Linked DNA regions of Mus musculus: region 1 is linked to region 2. Evidence: chromatin contacts called from public HiChIP or PLAC-seq data. All regions are on one chromosome and are shown on one strand. The core of a region is the stretch at or near the end of the contact, and the rest is flanking DNA. Distances in the headings are between cores, read along the strand shown.

The links. HiChIP or PLAC-seq counts read pairs in DNA pulled down with a chosen protein or histone mark.
Region 1: a contact with region 2 is called in an H3K27ac HiChIP or PLAC-seq map of embryonic stem cells, with 5 times the contacts expected there. The contact joins two enhancer-like sites. A contact is called at or near these places in 2 of 15 datasets of contacts at CTCF or cohesin (both in embryonic stem cells), 50 of 484 Hi-C or Micro-C datasets (the HL-1 cell line, the HPC-7 cell line, the MC3T3-E1 cell line and 15 more), 11 of 115 datasets of contacts at active chromatin or transcription factors (astrocytes, embryonic stem cells and epiblast stem cells) and 1 of 9 other capture datasets (embryonic stem cells).

What each region holds. Positions count from the first base shown.
Region 1 is chr2:20,775,239-20,781,881 of GRCm38.p6, forward strand. Etl4 (enhancer trap locus 4) reads left to right here. Exons shown (of 22, transcript NM_001081006.1): 11 at 2,788-2,963; 12 at 5,704-5,834; 13 at 6,560-6,643. Among named protein-coding and RNA genes, the nearest start is that of Arhgap21, 190 kb to the right of the region's middle. Within about 2 kb of position 4,638, at least 18 of the 459 cell types and tissues checked have an H3K27ac peak or open chromatin away from gene starts, as enhancers often do. A contact at or near this core is called in embryonic stem cells, where this site is marked.
Region 2 is chr2:20,489,932-20,497,216 of GRCm38.p6, forward strand. All of the region lies in intron 2 of Etl4 (enhancer trap locus 4), which reads left to right. Among named protein-coding and RNA genes, the nearest start is that of Gm17171, 160 kb to the left of the region's middle. Within about 2 kb of position 4,945, at least 19 of the 459 cell types and tissues checked have an H3K27ac peak or open chromatin away from gene starts, as enhancers often do. A contact at or near this core is called in embryonic stem cells, where this site is marked.

The DNA of each region.
Region 1 (6,643 bases), core at 3,388-5,887, 280 kb after region 2:
CAGCTGACTCCCACAATGCCTCCTGTCTGGAAAGGAGACAAAGCCTAGCCCTCAGGAATAGCTGCTGCTCCTCTACTCTGCTAACACAGTAACTCTAATATTATGTACAATTGTCTTCTTCCAAGACATCCATAGCTGCATTAGAAATGTTACATTAGATGTATCCACTATGTGCCAGAAAGTGTGCTCGTAGCCTGGAACAAGACTCTTGTCTAGATAGAAGAACAACTTGGGAGTCATAGTAAAATGACCTCTCTCTAAGCTGGATTGAGCCTACACTACCAAATAAGCCCAAACAAGTCACACGGCCTCTCAGGGGCGATTTCTACTTGCTACCTCTCAAATTCCAATTTGAAGGCCCTCCCAGCAATACTTGATATTTTGGATAGACATGCTGCTCCAGGATTGTCTGAGCTTGTTTCATTGTGGAGTGTAAGCAGGAGGGTGTAGCAGAGAAGAGAGTGTGTACTAACTAGCTCATGGCACAGTGATATCAACTCTCCTTTCATGAACCCTTTAGACCATGATGCTGTCCTTGCTAGTAAAACACATTCACCCAGGAAGTTTAAAAAAACATTCTGATGCTCAGATTGTCCCCAAAAGCAGCTAAATCAGTCGAGTCTCTCACAGGCTCCTTAGCCTCATCCACAACCTTTACAACTACTTAATCACGTATTGCTCTGTGTCTTGCATATCTAGCTCCAGTCACTGTGCCTCCATAACACAGCAGAGTCTGTGGCATTTGCTCCACGGCCCTGAATTCAAGCCCAACTTTTCATAGAAGGCAGTGCTGTTTATGTATCGTTGACCTCCGTATACAGTGTCACCCATAGACCTGCCACAGCCTCTGCAGCACAGCTAGGCTGAGCTCAAGGCTCATCCAAGCTGGTGGCTCACACTTCCTAATTCAACCACTTAGAGTCTGGATTTTCCACTGCTTTCTGTTAACAGTATGGCTGCTTGGGTTCATTTATTCAAAAGATGTTTTTGGATCCTCTTTCAAGAGCAGAAATTAGCAAGCGGGAGGGAAGGCCATTTCAGGAGGTGGAAGTAGCAGGCTCAAGGTCACTGTGACGGAAAGGGGCTCGGTGAGTCAGAAAGACCAAAGGATGTTGATGTGACCATGGGAAATGTGGGAAGATATCTGAAAAGAAAGTAGACAGGAAAGCATAGACAGCAGAGGAGGTGCATGTCTGCTCTGTACTGACTGATCCTAGAAGCACAATGAAGGGACCTTAGCAAAGCTGGGAGAACATGACTCTGAGTCACAGAGGTCATCAAGAACAGTACACACACTTCCTTATCAACACTCACGGAAACCAATAACCATAACCCGTAGCTATAATCTCTTTGGCCAGTTAATCACCATGCACTGACACTGGAGCCCAGTGGTGCCTTTGCACGTGACCCAGCTCACTCTTTTTTTTTTTGTTTGTTTGTTTTGTTTTTTGTTTTTTGGGGTTTTTTTTTTTTTTTTTTTTTTTGTTTTTTTTTTTTTTTTTTTTTTTGAGACAGGGTTTCTCTGTATAGCCCTGGTTGTCCTGGAACTCACTTTGTAGACCAGGCTGGCCTCGAACTCAGAAATCAGCCTGCCTCTGCCTCCCGAGTGCTGTGATTAAAGGCATGCGCCACCACGCCCGGCCCCAGCTCACTCTTATCTCATAATGAAGATCACAATGGGGCTTTGAAAGAGTGGCACCATGGTCAAAGTGTTCTTCCTCTCAGTGTGAAGAGATAATGGGGCAGATGACAACAGCATCCCCAGTCCTCTGAGGTGATACCTTGTAGTGGAAAAGGATCAAGAAACCAGTGCAAACAATTGAATGTTGCTCTGGTGTTTTGTTTTTGTTTTTTTTTTTTTTTTTGAGGGGGGGTGTCTTAGGGACAGTGGAATGAATAAAATACAATTGCTGCTGAAGCTGATCAAGGGTGTTCACTTTGTGGACATATGAAAACCTAGCAACTATTGGCAAGCATCTTCTGAAGGGTAGCTCAAACTTGCATGCTCTTTGTTCCATGTGATGAAGGACCAGTGAATCCCGGAAACCGTATGGAAATTATGGACTTAGATATAAATGCAGCCTTTGTCAAATCCAGTGAAATTAGTCAATTCCCAAGAGCCTTTGTCTCATCTGGACTCATTATTGCCCCATCAATGTGTAGTGCCACATGGTAAGGAGCTGTGATTCTACACTGTTGAGACATGAAGCCAAACAAATCAGAGAGCTCAGATTCGCTTTTTGAAGACATTCTGAAAAATTCCTGTCAACCCAATGGTTGTTGAGGATCTACAAGAACCTCAGAGTAGCTCTGCCAAGGAGAGCAGATTCTACATCAGGAGAGAAACGCGAAACGGAGAGCAAGAAAGCCTATCCAAGTGTCTGGGGGGAGACAAGGACTGAAGGCCTGGTTGATCACTGGGCTTTCAATGCTAGTACTCTTGACTCCTCTCTATAAAATCGTCTGTGAGAGTTTGTGGTGTGTTTGTGTGTGTGTGTGTGTGTGTGTGTGTGTGTGTGTAACAGCAGCCAAAGACTAGAAAAAACTCTACCTTTTTTATAGGCACAGAAGTTCAGCTGTCAGTTGCCTGATAAAACTTAGCCGTTCTCTGAGGAAGCAATCCTGTATACAGTCCTGTATACAGTCCTTGCTCTCTTCTCTTTCTTACTGAAATAAAGATTCAGCTGTGGGTTTTCTCTGTGCCCACTTCTGAAGACTGCAGGGCATTCAGGCTTCATGATAGCAGACAGATGAAGCCAATGGAGGCTGATTTCTTTTGTTCAACAGCTGCAGAACCAGGAGATTCTGAGGGCGATGATGAAGAAGGCTGAGCTGGAAATCAGTAACAAAGTGAAGGAGACCATGAAGAGACTAGAGGATCCGGTACAGCGTCAGCGCACCCTGGTGGAGCAAGAGAGACAGAAGTACCTCCACGAAGAAGAGCGGATTGTCAAAAAGTTATGGTGAGTCACCCTGAAGAGAAAAACTGTCTTTGTTCACAGGGTGACCTTCTTAGCTGGTATTTCTCTCCCTCTCTTTAATGAGCACCTATTGTGTAAGCTAGAGATCTGCTGAGCCTGGTATCTTTGTCCCAACTGTCCCTCCTTTAAGGTCTGGGAAACTCAGCAGGCCCCATGACAGTATATCTCTGGGCCAGGAAAATGTGGGGCATCCTTAGAAAACCACAGGGTTGGGGATTGGCAGGAGAATTGGGTCCATGGTCCTAATCACATCTCACAGTTGAACGGTATCATTCTCCTTGGCTTGGTGTCTTCTATGGGTCATACTCCTGCTTTGGAGACCTGCTTGGTACCTGTCTAGGCTGTGCTTGCAAAGACTGTAAGATCATGGGAGCCCACAATAGACCCTGAAAACCAACTCTAGAAAGTTGTCTTCTGCCTTCTGCATGCACAGTCACACAACACTAATTTAAAAGTTATGGAATACATATATATCTCCTTAATATTATCATATCTGTTTCTTATACCTTAAACAGACATAGACTAGGGTAACTGGGTGGATCCGTATGACAGGAGAGCGAGCTTAGGTAAGATATTCTAGAACCTGGCTCAGGGCTACTGAGAAGTAACGCCTGCTCTTTGCTGGCCCTTCTCTGTCCCTTTCCCTTCCTTCTAAATTCCAGAAAAGAAATACTCTGGTAGAACTGTTAGGCTTGGGTCCTCTGAACATGAGGACAGAGGAGTGAAAGTGGGGATTAAAGAACAGAAAAAAAAAATGAGTCAATATCTTTCATGGTTTTCTACTTGGAAATAACAGCTTCTAATAAGAGTCAGACTAAGTTCAGTTTAACAAACAATGGGCTTCTTTTCAACAAAGGCAGAATAAAAAGCAGCTTAAGGCCATGCTGAAATCTGGAGGCCCCATGAATGTCTGACGTCTTCTTGAGCAAAGCCTACCTATTTCAAAAGCCCATTGATGACTTTCAAAAGGCCGTCTGCACTCATTTTCAGCAGCACTGTCTCTTTTTCAATCTCTGAATTAATAAAAGTGGCCTTCAGAGCTCGAAATAGGAATCACAAGCACATGAATTGGCAGAATAATGGTGTCAGAGGTTCCCTGCTGCCCGTCAAAGGGGAGCAGAGTTTGGGGAACTTTGGGTTGCAGGGATATGATGCGCAGGAGGCAGACTGGGTAAGAGAAACTAAAATAGGAGTTTATCTGGATGGAGTGGCTTTGGGTCATGGAACATCTCCTTGGAGGAGTATTTGCATATTGACCAGTTTGTGGGTGGTTGAAGGAACTGGGGGCCCTGGAGTCTTAGCTTGGAAGGGCTTCATCAAAGCCTGAAAGAATGCAGGAGACTGCTTGGTCTACCAGGGAACCTCCCTCACCAATGGACCATTTAGAGGTCTGACAAGGATTGGCCCAGCTCCACCCCAAGGAGCAGCAGCTGCATGTGCCCTGTAGGTATGCTCACCTAACACCAGGTGTGTTTAACAGATGCAGACCCTAACGGGGCATCCTTTCATCAGAGATTTCTGTATCAGAATGGCTGGCATCACCAAATACTTCATCCCCCTGCTCAGAAGAGGTCAGATGTGTCACGTGTGACTTCATCCTTGTTGAATGTATGTCCTGCCCTGCTGGACTCCCTCCTGTGGCTGCATTAGCTCCTTTCTACTCACTCACCTAGAGGAAAGGGCCCATGTCTTGTGAGGCCATCCTCTCCTCCACTAAGGCGCCAGGAAGTACAGCCGCCATTCACTTACTGCCACCTAGTGGTCTTGCATTTCTTAGCACCCTCGTCCTTTAAGAGCTTTCTCTTGAATTTGCAGGCAACTTGAAAGGATACAAACACATCTGGGCAAATTGTTTTTGTTGTTTCAAGTGGAAGAATATAACTTGGCTGTGTTGGAGTTGATATCTGTTCTCTCTCTCCATCCCAACCCCTCCATCCGTCCCTCCCTCCCTCCAGAAATCAGATCTCTAAGTTCTTAGTTGTGAGAGAAGAGAGACAGTCATTAATGATGGGACAGTCAGGTACACTAGAGAGAGGCTATCCATTAGGGGATTTTGAGGGCAGTTTTGCTCTCTCTTTCCCAGGGATATTTGACCATGTCAAGGGACATTCACATGTGTCACAAATTATTGGAATTTGTGATTGCTTGCTACTGCTACTCAGCAGGAAGGGGCCAAGGATGCACATCCTTCATTGTGTAAGACAGCCCTGCACTAAAAATGAAGCTATATGGTTCAAAATGTCAGGTACTAAAATTGAGAAACCTGGTTGTCTAAAGTGAGCTAACACACTTCACTGTAGTACTGGTTCATACCCCCCTCTTAGGCTACCCCCAGCCCCCATCTTCTGCCTCCATCCTAATCTATCAGGACTCTCTCCCCTCTGTCTTTCTCTCCCTCCATTCCTGGTCACCAAGTGTGCACATTGTTCTCTTGGCTGGCATGAATACAACTGAAAGTTAAGAATGTATCAAGTGCCCACTCCACCCCCACCCGGGACCAATCTGAACCACAAATGACAGACACGGGAGAGCTCTCCCGTTGCTACCTTACATAGCCATGCAATATTGCAAAGCAAACTACTATCGACTGTGCTCCCACCTCCTCCTTGGAAGCTTAAGATAGGGCTGGGACACAGCAGAAAATGGGAGAGCCCCTGCTCCTGCACGTGTCCTTTCTGAGACCCTCCATGCTCAGTTCCATCTGCTCTCTGCCTCCCCACAGTGAGCTGGAGGACTTTGTTGAGGACTTGAAGAAGGACTCTTCCTCCACTGGCAGAGTGGTGACCCTGAAAGATGTGGAAGATGGGGCTTTCCTCCTGCGACAAGTGGGAGAAGCTGTGGCCACTCTCAAAGGTGAGCCTTCCACTGGAAGTGTGTTGCTTGGAATGTTTATGAAGCTTTCAGCTGGGCGGTGGTGGCGCACACCTTTAATCCCACCAATTGGGAGGCAGAGGCAGGCGGATTTCTGAGTTTAAGGCCAGCCTAGTCTACAGAGTGAGTTCCAGGACAGCCAGGGCTACACAGAGAAAAACCTGTCTCGAAAAACCAAAAAAAAAAAAAAAAAAAAAAAAAAAAATCAAAAACCAAAAAAACCGAAGAAGCTTTCAAATCTGGACCTACCATCCCATCCTACTTGGGAGGCTGAGGCAGGAGGATCCCTTAAAGTCAGTTGAGACCAGATTAGGGAAACAGTAATACTTTGTTTCAAATAGACATGTAAATAAATAAACAATCCTTCAAACAGTAAAAGATTCATTCAAGACTTCTTAGAGGACCTTTATAAAGGATGCTGAAGATGGAAACTAAACCATACAACTAAAACTTTCCCTTTTACTGAACTTACAGACATACCAAACTCGTTGAAAACAAACCCTAACTTTTTAGCCTTATCCATAATACACAGGGAATGGACCCAGAGGGGCTGTGACCTTATCCAAGGTCACTCAGTTTGACCATAAGATTTCACCCCGTTGCTTCCCGACTTGGTATTTCTCTGTGCTACCCTAGGTCACAGGAGTGGGGTGGGCATTGTCACTCTGCCTTCCTATTCTAAAAATCACTGCTGGTTTGGCCTGTAGGAGAATTTCCAACTTTGCAAAATAAGATGCGTGCTGTCCTGCGCATAGAAGTTGAGGCAGTAAGGTTCCTGAAGGAAGAGCCAC
Region 2 (7,285 bases), core at 3,695-6,194:
TGCGCACGCAGGCATACATGTGTCACAGCACATATGGGACAGTCACAAGACAACTTTCACAAGGTAATTCTCTCACTGTACATTCATGGAATGGAACTCAGGTCATTGGGCTTGCACAACACTTTTACCCACTGAGTTATGTGACTAGCCTTCTCCTCTTCCCTCTCTCTTTGCCATCTTTGTCAGGGTAGAATACTGATAACCCAATGTCTCCTTCATAGGACTATCATAGGATTGATAAGCTTTGTACAATGATCTGTACACATCATGGAGGAGTGTGTGAGCTAAGAAAGCATGTAGTTATAACCCAGCTTTCTCTATCGTAGTTCTGAACAAACTAAGAGGCAGTTGAGGGAGGAAAGCAGAAAAACACACAGATAACTGTGTTGGCTTAGGGTTAGGGCAGCCATGGGTTTTTAGGAATCAGTTTTCCATCTCTATGAAAGAACATATAGGAAAAATAAACTTAAAAAGAAGGCAGTTTGGTTGGGAGTGGTGCCTGCCTACAAAGAGGCAGAGGCCAGCCTAGATCACATGGTGAGACCCTGTCTTTAAAACAAAGATCTCACATTTTCACAGGTTTCCATGGGCCAAAGAAAGACAAGCATCATGACAAAGAACATGCATTGGACCAAGCCGCTCACCTCGTGGTTGCTGCGCAGTAGAGAGAAAAGGAGAAAGAAAAAGAGGGAGAGGGAGAAGGATGGAAGGGACCTAGGAACCAATGTACCAGCCTCCTCCTCTTCCTCCTACACTCTGCCTCCTGAACGTCCTACCACCTCCCTGCAGCACCATGGGCTGCTGACTGAGCTTTTAGCATAAGGGCCTCTGCAGCATATTTGAGATGCATGTCTAGCAGGAATGTTCCAGAATTAGGGCTCTAACTCTACCATTTCTACCTAGAGTTGGACTGCTACAATCCTCCCAGCCAACATGTGGGCCCGAGGAAGATAGAGGAGGAGGAGGAAAGGGAAGGGAATGCCCTATGGTTCTCAAGAAAAGATTAAGGGATGGGAAAATATGTTCTGATGGAAGGAAGTCTGTCCCTCTGGAAAGCCAAGGAAGGGGAAGTACTTTCTTTCCTGCCAAAGTGTTGAATCAATGAATAATTTGTTGTTTCTTTTAAAAAAAATATTTATTTTATGTATACATGTACACTGTTGCTGTCTTCAGATGCACCAGAAGAGGGCATCAGATCCTACTATAAATGGTTGTGAGCCACCATGTGGTGCTGGGAATTGAACTCAGGATCTCTGGAAAAGCAATCAGTGCTCTTAACTGCTAAGCCAACTCTCCAGCCCCTCAATGAATGATTTTTTTTTTTTTTTTTTTTTTGGTTTTTCGAGACAGGGTTTCTCTGTATAGCCCTGGCTGTCCTGGAGCTCACTTTGTAGACCAGGCTGGCCTCGAACTCAGAAATCCGCCTGCCTCTGCCTCCCGAGTGCTGGGATTAAAGGCGTGCGCCACCACGCCCGGCTCAATGAATGATTTTTAAGCTGTGACCATTTCATGCCTGTGTGCTTGACCCAGGTCATACTATGGCTTCAGCAACGGCTTCCAAAGGAAACCTGCTCTAATGTTTTCTTGTTATTATTTTGGAAGTTGGTGGTTGGTTGATTGGTTGATTGGTTGGTTGATTGATTTTTAAGAAAAGGTCTTACTATGTATCTCAGGCTGCTCCCAAACTCACAGAGATCTATCTGTGATCTATCTGACTCTCCAGTGCTAGGTTTAAAGACATGTATCACCACAATGGGCTAAGTTTTGATGGGGACTGGAGAGATGGCTCAGTGGGTAAGAGCACTGGCTGCTCTTCTGAAGGTCCTGAGTTCAAATCCCAGCCACCACATGTGGCTCACCAACATCTGTAATGAGAGCTGACTCCCTCTTCTGGAGTGTCTGAAGACAGCTACAATGTACTCACATATAACAAATAAATAAATCTTAAAAAAAAATAATCATCACTAGGACTGGCAAGATGGCTCAGTAGACAAAGGTGTTTGCCACCAACCTGATGACCTGAGTTCAGTCCCTGGAACCCTCACAGTAGAAGGAGAGAACTGGCTGTAGCAAATTTTCTTGTGTCCTCCACATGCTTGCTTACACACACACACACACACACACACACACACACACACATATGCACACACACACATGCATAAATAAATACAATTGTTTTTTTAAAAATCACTTTTAGGGGATGGCAAATAATTTGTCAAACGTCCTGCAAACATCTCCCCAGTTTGACCTTCTACACAGTTCCCAGCCAGGCCTCTTTCTCTTCACTGGATCCTCAGCACAGGCAACCTGTGCTGTTCACTCTGTTTTACATGTAAGTATTTTGCCTGTGTCTGTGCAAATGTACCATGTGGGTGCAATGCCTCTAGAGGCCAGAAGAGGGCAGCATATCCCGTCAGGCAGAGGCTATAAAAGGTTCTGAGTTATTGAGGGGTCACAAGGAACTGAACTTGTGTCCCTGGAATAGCAGGGACTCTTAACTTCTAAACCACCTTAATCTTCTGTTTCATTCTTTCTCCCCATTCCCACAATTCCCTTGAGACAGTATTTCTCTTTGTGTAGCCCTGGCTGTCCTACAACTTGCTTTGTAGACCAGCCTGGCCTCAAACTCACAGAGGTCCTCCTGCCTCTGCCACTCTAGTGTTGGGATTAAAGGGGTGCACCACCACGGCCTGGCTGCTGCTTACTGTTTTGCACACCTGTCCTTTCTCTCCTTGTGGCTAAAAGATTCCAAAGCTGATGCCTCCTGAGTCTCAGAGCCCTGTGAATCATAGATGTCAATTCTGGATTTTAGGGTACGTTCTGTCACTGTAGAAGGCAGAGGAAGACATTGGATACCTCTTAGGAAAATCAGAGGTTAAGTGGCAACCAACCTCTGAGCTCTCAGCTCTCGCTGCCACACAGTTCACATTTCTCCATCCCCAAATCAGGAAACGCCCCATTCGTTCCATTAAGCAGTATCTAAGACAACACCTAAGGCAAGCAGAGGTCTCAAACTGAAAGATGGGGAATAAGCATGGTTCTCCTCGCCGTTCCACCTCTAGCTGTGCGTGGACTGAGCTTCTCTAGAGAAAACTAGTCACCCTCTCCCCGAACTCTCTCCCAAGGCTGGCCTGGGTGCACCTTTCTCTTGCTACCTCAAGCTTGTGAAAGGTAAGAATCCGTATCACCAAGCATATTTTGCTACCCTAGGCTCTATCCATTAGGCACCAAAGAGCCTTATCCTGTTTTAAATGGAACACTGAACCAATTTCACAAATTCTTCCACGATGGCTTTGGGGCTGTGTACTGCCAGGTTCAAGGAATCCAGAGCCTGAGGAATGAGGCAGAAAGGTACCTGCCATGTCAAGGAGACTCGCTGAGTACTAACTGTTGGAATAAGAGATAAACATGTCTGTCAGGGCACCTTCCTCCAGAACATGGGCAAAAACAGACATGAGGTTTGGGTCAGAATACAAAGCAGAACTCAGAATATGACAGAGGAATATGCTTATTACATAATAGTCCTTAGGTCAGACACACTGCTGAAAGCCTGTCATCTGTAGGCACAGAGGACAAGGTCAGGGGTAACAAAATTGATCTAGGTTCTGTGTTCCCAGGCATCACTGTCTAGAATGGGAGTTTCGAGCCTTCTTTTCCCCTCCACTATGTTTGGACATCTAGAACGGTCCCTTCTCAAGGATGCTTCTCACCCATCCCTGTCTTAGTTAGGGTTCCATTGCTGTGAAGAGGCACCATGACCGGAGCAACTCTTATAAAGAAAAACATTTCATTGGTGCTGGATTACACGTTCAGAGGTTTAGTCCATTATCATCATGGCAGTGTCTGGGCCGACATAATGCTAGAGAGAGAACAGAGAGTTCTACATCCAGATCCACAGACAGCAAGAAGAGACAGACACTGGGCCAGGCTTGGGCATTTAAAACATCTTGAGCATTCGACACACTTCCTCCAACAGAGCCAGACCTACTCCAACAAGGCCACACATCCATATGCCACTCCCAAAGCATTCACATGTGGCTCTATGGGAACCATTCTCTTCCTGATGGGAGTCGGCCATCTCACATTCCACACATAGTTCCCTGGGGTCCCACAATGGCTGTGGCACAAGCTGCATTAACACTAGACAAGGAAGAAGCTCCCAAGCCAGACCTTCAGTACTGAGTGTGGTAACTGAGTGAAAAGTGAATGAAGAAAAACCATCCCAGGCTCAGGAGATGGAGAAAGCCCCAGCAGGGGAGAGACCTGGCCCACTTGAAGAGCAAGTGTCCTAATAACACATTCAAGTCAGGTATTGAGAACAGCAATAAAAATGACAAGTTCCAAGCTGGGTGTGGTAGCACTTGCTTGGAATCCCAGCACCTAGAAGGCAGAGGCAGGAGGATCTCAAGTTTCAAGTCTATCCTAGACTACATAGGGCGTTCAAACCAGACTATGTCTCAAGAAACCAAGCCAGACCAACAGACAGAAGACAAATTGCTCCCAAATTGGGATGCCTCTATATTAAAGTGTTTTTACTATTTTAACTTGGCATCTTATACTTTAAACTGAAGCAACCTTATTTGTCAGATGTGCATGCATCTGGTCCAGATGTGCATGCCTGGCCACAGGATGGATGTGTCTGGTGGTCAAAATACAGAGCATAGGTTGGAAACTCACAGGCGGCTGCTCAAAGAGGTGTTCAAGAGGTTTGGGGGACTTTTCTGAATATGCTCTGATTTTGCTTTAAGTTAAAACTTTTTTTAAAAAAGTCCCTGCTCAAAATGTGTATTTCAGATTGCCCAAAGAAGAAATTTTAATCCTATTCCCTGACCAAGAATTGTGAATTATTCATGAGGGGTTTGCTTCCTTACACGAGGAAGTTCATACCCAGAAGGGCAGTGGTTTCTTGCAGAGACGGTCTCCTGACTCTCCTGCCCTCTAGTGGTGAAATGCTGGTATGCCTATTTGAACGCCTGCTGCTTCACAGGGCTTTGTGGCCTCTGCCTCTCCTTCTCTATAACTGCAGGAAGTGAAATAATTGAAGATTCCAAGCATGGAGGTCCAGACCAACCCTAAGTCTAAAAGGCAGACTAAGAGTGTGGAAGTCCAGCACTGAGGTGTAAATGGTGTGTTGAGCCTCTGCTGCCTTCTGCTACTTTATGAGACTCTGGGAGTGAGCTGGGAAAATCTGGCTTGGGACCTGGAGGGTTAAATTTGCCCACACTTCAGTTTTGTTCATTTTATGAAACAAGTATTTCTGGAGTGCCTAGATGTCAGGCAGTGTGCAGGAAGCAGGGCTGTGGAGTCAAACCTGGGTCTGTACCAAAGGCAAACAGAACTCATGATTAGGCTTGAAAAATGTTAGAGCTATAAAGGATCTCTGAAAATAATGCTCTTCTAGTTGAGCTATGATTTCCAGGCCATGTACTTAATTTATAAGTTAACCATTTTATGGTTTTAGCATCTTTTTGATAAATGGCCATTGGGCTTCTTGTCAATGATCAATCAAAACTGCATACATTATGAAGTATGCTGTGTGAATGTCTGGAGGCATTCCTGACTTATGCATGGGGAGACACTGCAGATGTTAAATTTTCCCCCTTTTCCTGGAACTGGAGATGCTGAGTTGCTGATGTTGAGGGAACCAACAAAAACCCATCAGAACCATGAAGTTTTGGGGGAGGAATAAATAGGCCTATCTGTGATGAGACTTACCACACTAAATGGCTCAAAATTCACATGGCAGACTGCATAGATGGCTCATACTGAAAATTCCCCACTATAAGTCCCTGCTATAAGCATAAAGACCTAAGTTTGGCTGCCCATCACCCATGTGCAAACCTGGGTTGGTACCATGTATGCCCATATTCTCAGTGCTCCAGGCAGAGACAAGGGTTCACAGTGTTCACAGGGCAGGCAGGGTTTTTATATTGATTGATGAACCTTTCAGGTCATCCTTCCCATCACATCCCTGTTAGGTTCATTCTCTCTCTCTTTCTTTCTTTCTTTCTTTCTTTCTTTCTTTCTTTCTTTCTTTCTTTCTTTCAAGATTTATTTATTTTACTTGTATGAGTACACTGTAGCTGTCTTCAGACACACCACAAGAGGGCATCAGGTCCCATTACAGATGGTTGTGAGCCACCATGTGGTTGCTGGGCATTGAACTCAGGACCTCTGGAAGAGCACTCAGTGCTCTTAACCACTGAGCCATCTCTCCACCCCCCTGTTGGGTTCTTGCAGTTGCTCAGGATAGCGTTGCCAATTATTAAGTAAATATGGGAAAGCATAAATCTAATCCTTCCCTTCATTCCTTGTAAGTTTCCCCCTTGGTGTACCAGGTAGCACTGAGGTGACTACATCCCATTCTAAACTTGTCCCAAGCCAGTGCCATCAAGGTTTTTACAACCTGTTGTCAGCGAGTAATGTGTTTATCTGATTGCCAGGCTTCCTGCCCTCCCCTCCCCCATCTCTCAATTGTTTAGCTTTCTCTGGCTAATTCTCTGTGTGTGCTCAGGGTCAACTTAATTAGATTTTTGACCTCAACGGAGAAAAGAAATACCTTGGTTACAAAGGCCCATTGTTTGGGCTTTGAAAAGATTGCTAATGGGATAAAGGTGAGAAGCTCCAGCCTTAGTTAGCAGACTTAAGACACTTCAGACTAAGTTTCTAAGAAGTCCTACAGCCCTAACAGGCCTTACTTCCATAACGAAGCTAAGCACGCCTCACCCGGATCTATTCTGGGTGTTCCTCTTCCGCTTAGATTACCAAGGTCACTGCATTTTGTTTTCCAGAGCACTTCAGACGTTGAAGGGAGCCAATGTTGACTCCCAGTGCAGTAGAGAAGAGCTACCCACATCGCTGTATAGAAGCCATCTTGCTGTACTGTCCGGTCATGTTCCTATCACTTTGACCCAATAGCTTTCACCACATGTTGACATCTTTTCTAAGGATCATGACCAGTCCTTGGATGGTCTTGTTCTTTTCTTATGGCCGTGACTGATATAAGAGTTGTTATTGATCGACTTCATTTCACACACTTCTCCATGGCATCAGGCACAGCTCTCCTTTGCCTCTCACAGTACCCTCTGAGTTGGGTACTGTTGCTATTGTCACTCCAGAGGTAGGAAAATGGGACTATCTAACCCAAGTCTGTACTTATGGAAGCGGTGGCACAAGGGCTCAGGAGTGACCCGTCTTTGCAGTTGTTGACTTTTGGAGAAACATTAGTAGCTCATGATGGCTGGACGTCTGTTGCTCCTTAGCATTCACAGTAAGCTGCACTTAT